Linked DNA regions of Sus scrofa: region 2 is linked to region 1. The links are chromatin contacts, called in public HiChIP or PLAC-seq maps. All regions are on one chromosome and are shown on one strand. The core of a region is the stretch at or near the end of the contact, and the rest is flanking DNA. Distances in the headings are between cores, read along the strand shown. Region 1 has its middle 90 kb from the start of TNFAIP3. Region 2 has its middle 84 kb from the start of IFNGR1.

Region 1 (3,585 bases), core at 483-2,982:
GTTGCCGTGAGCTGTGGTGTAGGTCGCAGACGCGGCTCGGATCCTGTGTTGCTGTGGCTCTGGCGTAGGCTGGCAGCAATAGCTCCGATTCGACCCCTAGCCTGGGAACCTCCATATGCCGTGAGAGCGGCCCAAGAAATAGCAAAAAGACAAAAAAAAAGAAAGAAAGAAAGAAAGAAAGACTGACCTTTGTCATCTACTCGTAATGTGACATTGAGCCAGTGACTAACCTTTTCTCAACCTCCTTTTCTTTACCTGTAAAATGCAAATAACATTTCTTCATAGAGAGCTTGCAGAGTTCAAAGGAGATGAACAGAAAAGGGACATTTGTGATGGTTAGAAAAAAGTGTCTGGCACATAGGATTCAACTAGCACTAATTTTTTTCATTTCTGGAAAAATTCTTCCACTGGTTTGTGTGCCCTACAGTGCCTGGTGTAGGTCTTTGCTCAACAGCACATTTATAGTAAATATTTGTTGATTTGTTTCATATACGGAACCTTACCTGACTCTGATAAAGGTATTTATGTCTGATTTCATACTTGGAAAACCCTAACAGAGATTTGAAGAACACACACTTGTCTGATGATTCAGTATGCGTTTTGCCCATGAGTGGGCTAGCAAGGATTTCCTTCATTTTTGTAATTTGAGTTTATCTACAGCAGTGCTTCTCAAATGGGGAGGTGGAGACAAATTTGCTCCCCAGGGGATCCTTGGCAATGTCTGGAGCTGTGTTTGGATGTCATAACTTGAGAGGGTGTTACAGGTGTATCTACTGGTACACACCAAAGATGCTGCTCAGGATCCTGCCATGGGAAGGACAGCCCTTCCCCCTCCTCAATAAAGAGTTATCTGTCCCCAAATGTCATTAGTGTCAAGTTGGAAAAACCTCACTCTAAAGAGGAAGCAATCACCATTCTTAGGATCACTCCCTTTCCTGAACTCTCTGCTATGCTAGATTCATGAGACAGAGGGGAGAGCACAGAGCCAGAAGAGATCAACTGTTGGTCAAATACATGATGCGTGGTCAGTGGAGAATCGATGGGCCAGCAATGAAAGAATTCTTCTCAGCTCAGGTGCTTCTAGGAGCCCTGAGCTGGTAGCACCATTTTCATCCCCAACGCACCAAGGCATTATTGCCATGGGTGTCTGATTATTCTCTTCCTGAATAATGTCTCCTAGATCCCCCACACAATTTAACATGGAAACCAACGTGAAAGCCCTCTATGAAGGGTACTAGATACATTAAGTTCTTGAATCCAAGCTGATAATTGTAGTAATGTGAGACTGACTTAATGGGACCAGAACCCTTGTAAATGTTAATTCATTCTCAGAGTTTCCCAAAGAAACAACTGCTTTTATAAGAAGGTCAAATGTCTATCTTATACTGACACATCGAGGCTGTGAATAAATGTGGTTATAACACCGGTTTCCTCTCTCGGAAATTTCCTGCATTGGTGGCTTGGTTCTTTTTTTAAGTTAAATATAATCTAGCTGAATATTTGCAAAATGTTTTTGCTTTGTTCTCTTACTTTCTTTTTTCATTGCCACCTCTCCCTCCTCCATCCAACTTTCTTTTTTCCTTTGTTACTTCCTTCCATATTTTATTTCTTGCTTTCTTTCCAACTCTAGGAACAAGAAGAAAAATTCTTAGCTGTGTTTCCTTTCTAGTTCTCTATGTGAGCGCTAGACTGATACTTTTTTAAAAATAACTTTGTGCTGCCATCTTGTGGCAAATTCAGGTATTCCACCAGTCCAATAAATGGACTTAATGGGACTGAAATGGCAGAATTATTGAAGTACCTGAAAATGTCCTGCTGGGCACTTGCAGCCCTAGTTAACTAAGAATTGAGGAGATCTCTTGACTTTAAGAGCCAGGACCCAAAGCTAAGGCCCCCTCAATCCCTACAATTCACCCTCCTTCCAAAGCCTGTGATTTCTCCCAGGAAAGGAGGCAAATTTATTGTTACCAATCTGAGTCATGAAAACCCTTGAGCATAGAAAAACACCTTCAAATACACCTATGGCATATGTTAGCTCTTTATTTTTTTATTTTTTAGGGCCACACCTGTGGCATATGGAAGTTCCCAGGCTAGAGCTGAAACTGGAGCTGCAGCTGCCAGCCTACCCCACAGACACAGCCACTCTGGATCCAAGCTGCATCTGCGAACTATGCTGCAGCTTATGGCAACACGAGATCCTTAGCCCACTGAGCAAGACCAGGAATGGAACCCACATCCTGTGAGTAATAGTAAGGTTCTTAACCCACTGAGCCACAACGGGAACTCCCATGTTAGCTCTTTAGAAGGAACTTCTCAGTTTGTAAGTGTTCAGAATTATTTTTTATCAAGTCAACCATGCAGATTCAAGAACTCCTGGATTAACGTGGGGAATTGCCTTAAATCGTGATCCTGACGTTAACCTAGGTAAGTAACCAACAGTCAAATACTTTGGGACAGGAGTTCCCGTCGTGGCGCAGTGGTTAACGAATCCGACTAGGAACCATGAGGTTGTGGGTTCGGTCCCTGCCCTTGCTCAGTGGGTTAACGATCCGGCGTTGCCGTGAGCTGTGGTGTAGGTTGCAGATGCGGCTTGGATCCAGCATTGCTGTGGCTCTGGCGGAGGCCGGTGGCTACAGCTCCGATTGGACCCCTAGCCCGGGAACCTCCATGTGCCTCGGGAGCAGCCCAAGAAATAGCAAAAAGACAAAAAACAAAAACAAATACTTTGGGACAGACGGAACACAACACAAAAAAAGTTAGCGAGATATTTGCAAAGGTCAAAATTGTATTTGTTCAACAAAACAACACATGGGTGTGTCCACTGCCTTGTTAGAGCAGAGGAGTTACACAAAATATCAAGCTGATATTTAACAAAAGCTCTGAAGGATCTGGATCCCTTAAATGATGCTGGAACCTCAAACTCAGCAGATCCAAAATGAAAGTCATCCCTCTGTTGCCCCTGTCCCAGCCTTCCCACATCCATCACTCTCACACACTCACACACACACACATGCAATCTCCATGCTACAGCCATATTGCATCTCTTTAAAAGGCTTTTTTTTTTTTCTTTTCTTTTCAGGGCTGCAACCATGGCATATGGCAGTTTCCAGGTTAGGGGTTGAATCAGAGCCTATACCATAGCTCACAGCAACGCCAGATCCTTAACCCACTGAGCAAGGCCAGGGATCACACCTGCATCCTCATGGATACTAATCAGGTTCATTACTGCTGAGCCACAATAGGAACTCCCCCCAAAATTCTCATCTGATCCTGTAACTATCCTAATGTCCTTTGAGCCCCTCCCCCACCTCAGATTAAAGTCTGAAACCCCTAACCTGTCTGATTCCTGGCCCACTTCCCTCGCCCCCCCATGTCCCATCTGCATTTGCCTTCTTCCAACTTGAGCACTGGGCATCCTCTCACCAGGCGGGTGCCCCCGTGCAAGCGCCAGTATTTCTCTGTAACAATCCTCATGCCGATAATTCATTTTTTTCACCTCTCTTTCCTGTTACAAGAGGGTAGTGGCTCAGGGCATTTCTTTTGCTGCAAGGTAAATGCTCAGAAATATTTATTTAACCTGCCTTG
Region 2 (3,589 bases), core at 1,010-3,509, 560 kb before region 1:
CATGTTAAGTTCAAGGATGGGGGGGGACTGCAAATACACTGACCATAGACCAATTACACAGACAAAAGGCAAGGTTTATTGCCATTTGCATGAGTACACAGGGAGTACTCAGTAATAAGGAACTTGCTGAACAGCCGGAAGTAAAGGTTTATATACCAACTTAAAAGAAAATGAAGGTAGAGAGGATAAGTCTTCAAGGAAAGTATGGAAGTTTCTATTGGGCTTTTAAATGTCATCAAGCAGCTGAGTCCACACTTTCCAGGGCTAAAGTTCAGTCTTCTTCCAAACAGGAACCTCCCCTGGAGAGGGGTCAATGGCAGCTGTATTTTGGGGACTATCTAAGTTTCAGTACTGTCTCTTTCCATGGCTAGTGATTGTTCAGATGTTTTCAGTTAAAAGCCACTTTAATCCCTGCAAAAGACTCTCCATGCCCTCTTCCCCGGCTGTAGGGAACGTGGGAGTACGTACTGATACGCAGGTACACAGCAGAGCTGTCACTTAGGCCCAACAACCTTGGAGAATCTGGGCTCTGACAGACTCTAGGTGGACAAAAAATAAACCTGGGTTAGTTTGGGCCACCGAGATGTGTTGTCTGCAACTTATTTGAACACACCTACCAATAGAGTATTAGTTTACAATTGGTTAAATTAACCTTACAATTCAACTTGATACTTTCCAGATTTTAAGAAAAAGTTCTTGGTGACTATATATACATATGACTAATGTTCTTCTTTATTCTATAGCTCTCTCAGTCTAAAATATCCAAACATCTGGAATGCCCATTGTGGCGCAGCAGAAACGAATCCGACTAGGAACCATGAGGTTGCGGGTTCGATCCCTGGCCTCGCTCAGTGGGTTAAGGATCTGGTGTTGCCATGAGCTGTGGTGTAGGTCGCAGACACGGCTCAGATCTTGCATGGCTGTGGCTGTGGCGCAGACTGGCATCTGTAGCTCTAAATGGACTCCTAGCCTGGGAACCTCCATATGTCGCAGGTGTGGCCCTAACAAGCAAAATAAATAAATAAATAAATAAATAAAATATTCAAACATTTAAAGGAGTGTTAGCATGTAAATAAAATTATTTCTTCTCTTTAGGAAGGATGAGAAGTACCTGTACATTTGTAAGTTTGTTCTCAAATTGTGTATTTAAAAATCTACAATTTCTTGATACTTGGACATAATAAATCCTCATTCTAGAAGCAACGTTTGTTCACTATTTCATAAACTTGAAACAAACACACACTGCCTAAAATAGGGCTTGCTCTTTCACCACTAAAGTTTTGATCTTTTGTCTTTTTTTTTTTTTTTTTAATTTCTTTTTAGGGCCACACCCGCAGCATATGGAACTTCCCAAGTTAGGGGTCCAATCAGAGTTGCAACTGTTGACCTAAGTCACAGCAACGCCAGATCCAAGCTGCATATGCAACCTACACTGCCCCTCTTGGCAATGCTGGATCTGTAACCCACTGAGTGAGGCCACAGATGGAACCCTCATCCTCATGGATACTAGTCCAGTTCTTAACCCACTGAGCCACAACCAGAACTCCCTGATCCTTTGTCTTAAAGCTTTTGCTTCTCTCTGCCCTCTGTTCAGTTGTGAATGAGCTCAGTGTGATTGCATCATTCATTAATTCACTCTTTCATTCATTCCACAAGCCGTTCTTTGAGGGCTCACTATGTGCCAGGCATCGGCTTAGGTTATTGGCTATTTGTGAGTAATGAGACAAACCCTCTGACCTTCAGTCATGCAGATTGCAGGCAAGGAAAGGACATGGAGACTGGTAATATCACTACAGGGTGGTGGTGAGCCTGGTGACAATGGTTGCCCATGGAATTGAGGGAGAGAAGAAAATTAGCAGCTCTCCTCACCTCAGGTGTATATGTGAGGGATGAACAAAGGCACCTTCTTAATGGGGATGACACCTCCCTGGGAAAAAAAAGGAAACCATTAGTTAAGAGAGTAGTGTGGGCTGGGTGGTCGGAGGAAGCTTTAGCTGTTATGGGTGTGATGGGGTAAACGTAGAAGTAAAGGCAGGAGGAAAGATGAGAGCAGAAGATGATGACAAAATAAATTTTGCTAACCCTGTAAATTGCCAAGGGTCTAAAAAGGATTAAGCAGGAAGGTGGATAATCTGTATGCATTCTGGCTGGTATTGAGGACAGGAAAAGGCAAGGAAAAAAGAGTAGGTGCAAACCCCTGGGGAGAGCTTCACTCTTCAAAACTTTCACTTTCACTTTCAGTGGTGTCCAGCGTTGGGTAGGACTGGTCGCCTTTCCAGGCATCTGTAATCTAGAGCATCAGAGTTAGAAATTAATTGTTGGGGAGTTCCCATTGTGGCTCAGTGGAAATGAATCTGGCTAGCATCCATGGGGACTAAGGTTCAATCCCTAGCCTTGCTCAGTGGACGAAGGATCCAGCATTGCCGAGAGCTGTGGTGTAGGTCACAGACGTGGCTTGGATGTGGCATGGCTGTGGCTGTGGTGCAGGCCAGTGGCTACAGCTCTGATTACACCCCTAGTGTGGGAACCTCCCTATGATGGGGGTGCAGCCCTAAAAAGACAAAAAAGAAATTCATTGTTGGGTGGGACTTAGAGTTTCTGCAAATTGATTCTGACTCTTAATGTAGTAGAGCTACCTGGCTAGACCAGTGTGTTGGGAGGTAGTTCTCTGTAGAACTGTCATGTCTCCTGTGACTTGTGTGAGCAGAAGTAGTGACAGTGCATTCTTGGTCTAGACTATCCTTTCAGTTTGTGTAGCGAATAGCCTTGGAAGATGGCATCAGTGTCTCTCTCCAAAGAAGAGGAAAGAGTTGCTTGTGGTCCAGTATTTCCTTCTCTCTGGGGCAAAGATTGAGCAGGTGTGCTTATAGCCCATTAAAAAAATTCAGGTTTCCTAAGTTTAGGGGTCTTCAGCTGTAATGCAAACCTATTCTGTGTGCAGCATGCACCCAGGCCAGCTTCATCACCCCCGTGAGCCGAGGGGCATTGGGGATTGGTGTGAACATGCACGTTCATGCTGCCTGTTGTGCTGGGAGTAATAGAGTCCATTGTCTAACTCAGAGTCTGCTGTCTTTTGCTCTCAGAAGTGGAACTGTGCATGCTAAATTGTTAACTTGCATTTGGATTAAAAATCTCAGACTCTGCACAGTTAACAGGCAGGATATGGGCACAGGGCCCCAAACTGCTGCAGGATCATCAGAAGGGTAACTTTGACCAATAACCTGGAGTTATATGTTGTCTGGGTGGAATGGACTTAATGGTTTCCTCACTGCCTGATGCCCATTATTAACAAATCTGACAAGCTTCTAGCACTCAAACCACTCAGAAAATCATTGTCCATGGAAATGATTGCAAGCAAGATTATAATTTTATTTACAATATGCAAAAGTTGAAAAACACAGAGATATAAACTAAAGATCTAATTACAGTCTTTGTCCAAGTTCCTTTTGAACTTGATTTTTCATCCACTGCCACTCAAAGTTTAGATGATCAGATAAATAAGGTAATCATTAAAGATATACATAAATTTGCCATTTTTTCTTTCATGTCATAAGGTGAAAGGATAGGTGGAATCGAGCTTGGGCTATAG

Evidence for each region. HiChIP or PLAC-seq counts read pairs in DNA pulled down with a chosen protein or histone mark.
Region 2: an H3K27ac HiChIP or PLAC-seq map of alveolar macrophages shows a contact between it and region 1. The contact joins two enhancer-like sites. A contact is called at or near these places in 1 of 47 Hi-C or Micro-C datasets (omental adipose tissue) and 1 of 2 datasets of contacts at active chromatin or transcription factors (alveolar macrophages).

Annotation. Positions count from the first base shown.
Region 1 is chr1:26,393,743-26,397,327 of Sscrofa11.1, reverse strand. No RefSeq gene overlaps it. Among named protein-coding and RNA genes, the nearest start is that of TNFAIP3, 90 kb to the left of the region's middle. Within about 2 kb of position 1,732, at least 7 of the 83 cell types and tissues checked have an H3K27ac peak or open chromatin away from gene starts, as enhancers often do. A contact at or near this core is called in alveolar macrophages, where this site is marked.
Region 2 is chr1:26,951,546-26,955,134 of Sscrofa11.1, reverse strand. No RefSeq gene overlaps it. Among named protein-coding and RNA genes, the nearest start is that of IFNGR1, 84 kb to the left of the region's middle. Within about 2 kb of position 2,259, at least 7 of the 83 cell types and tissues checked have an H3K27ac peak or open chromatin away from gene starts, as enhancers often do. A contact at or near this core is called in alveolar macrophages, where this site is marked.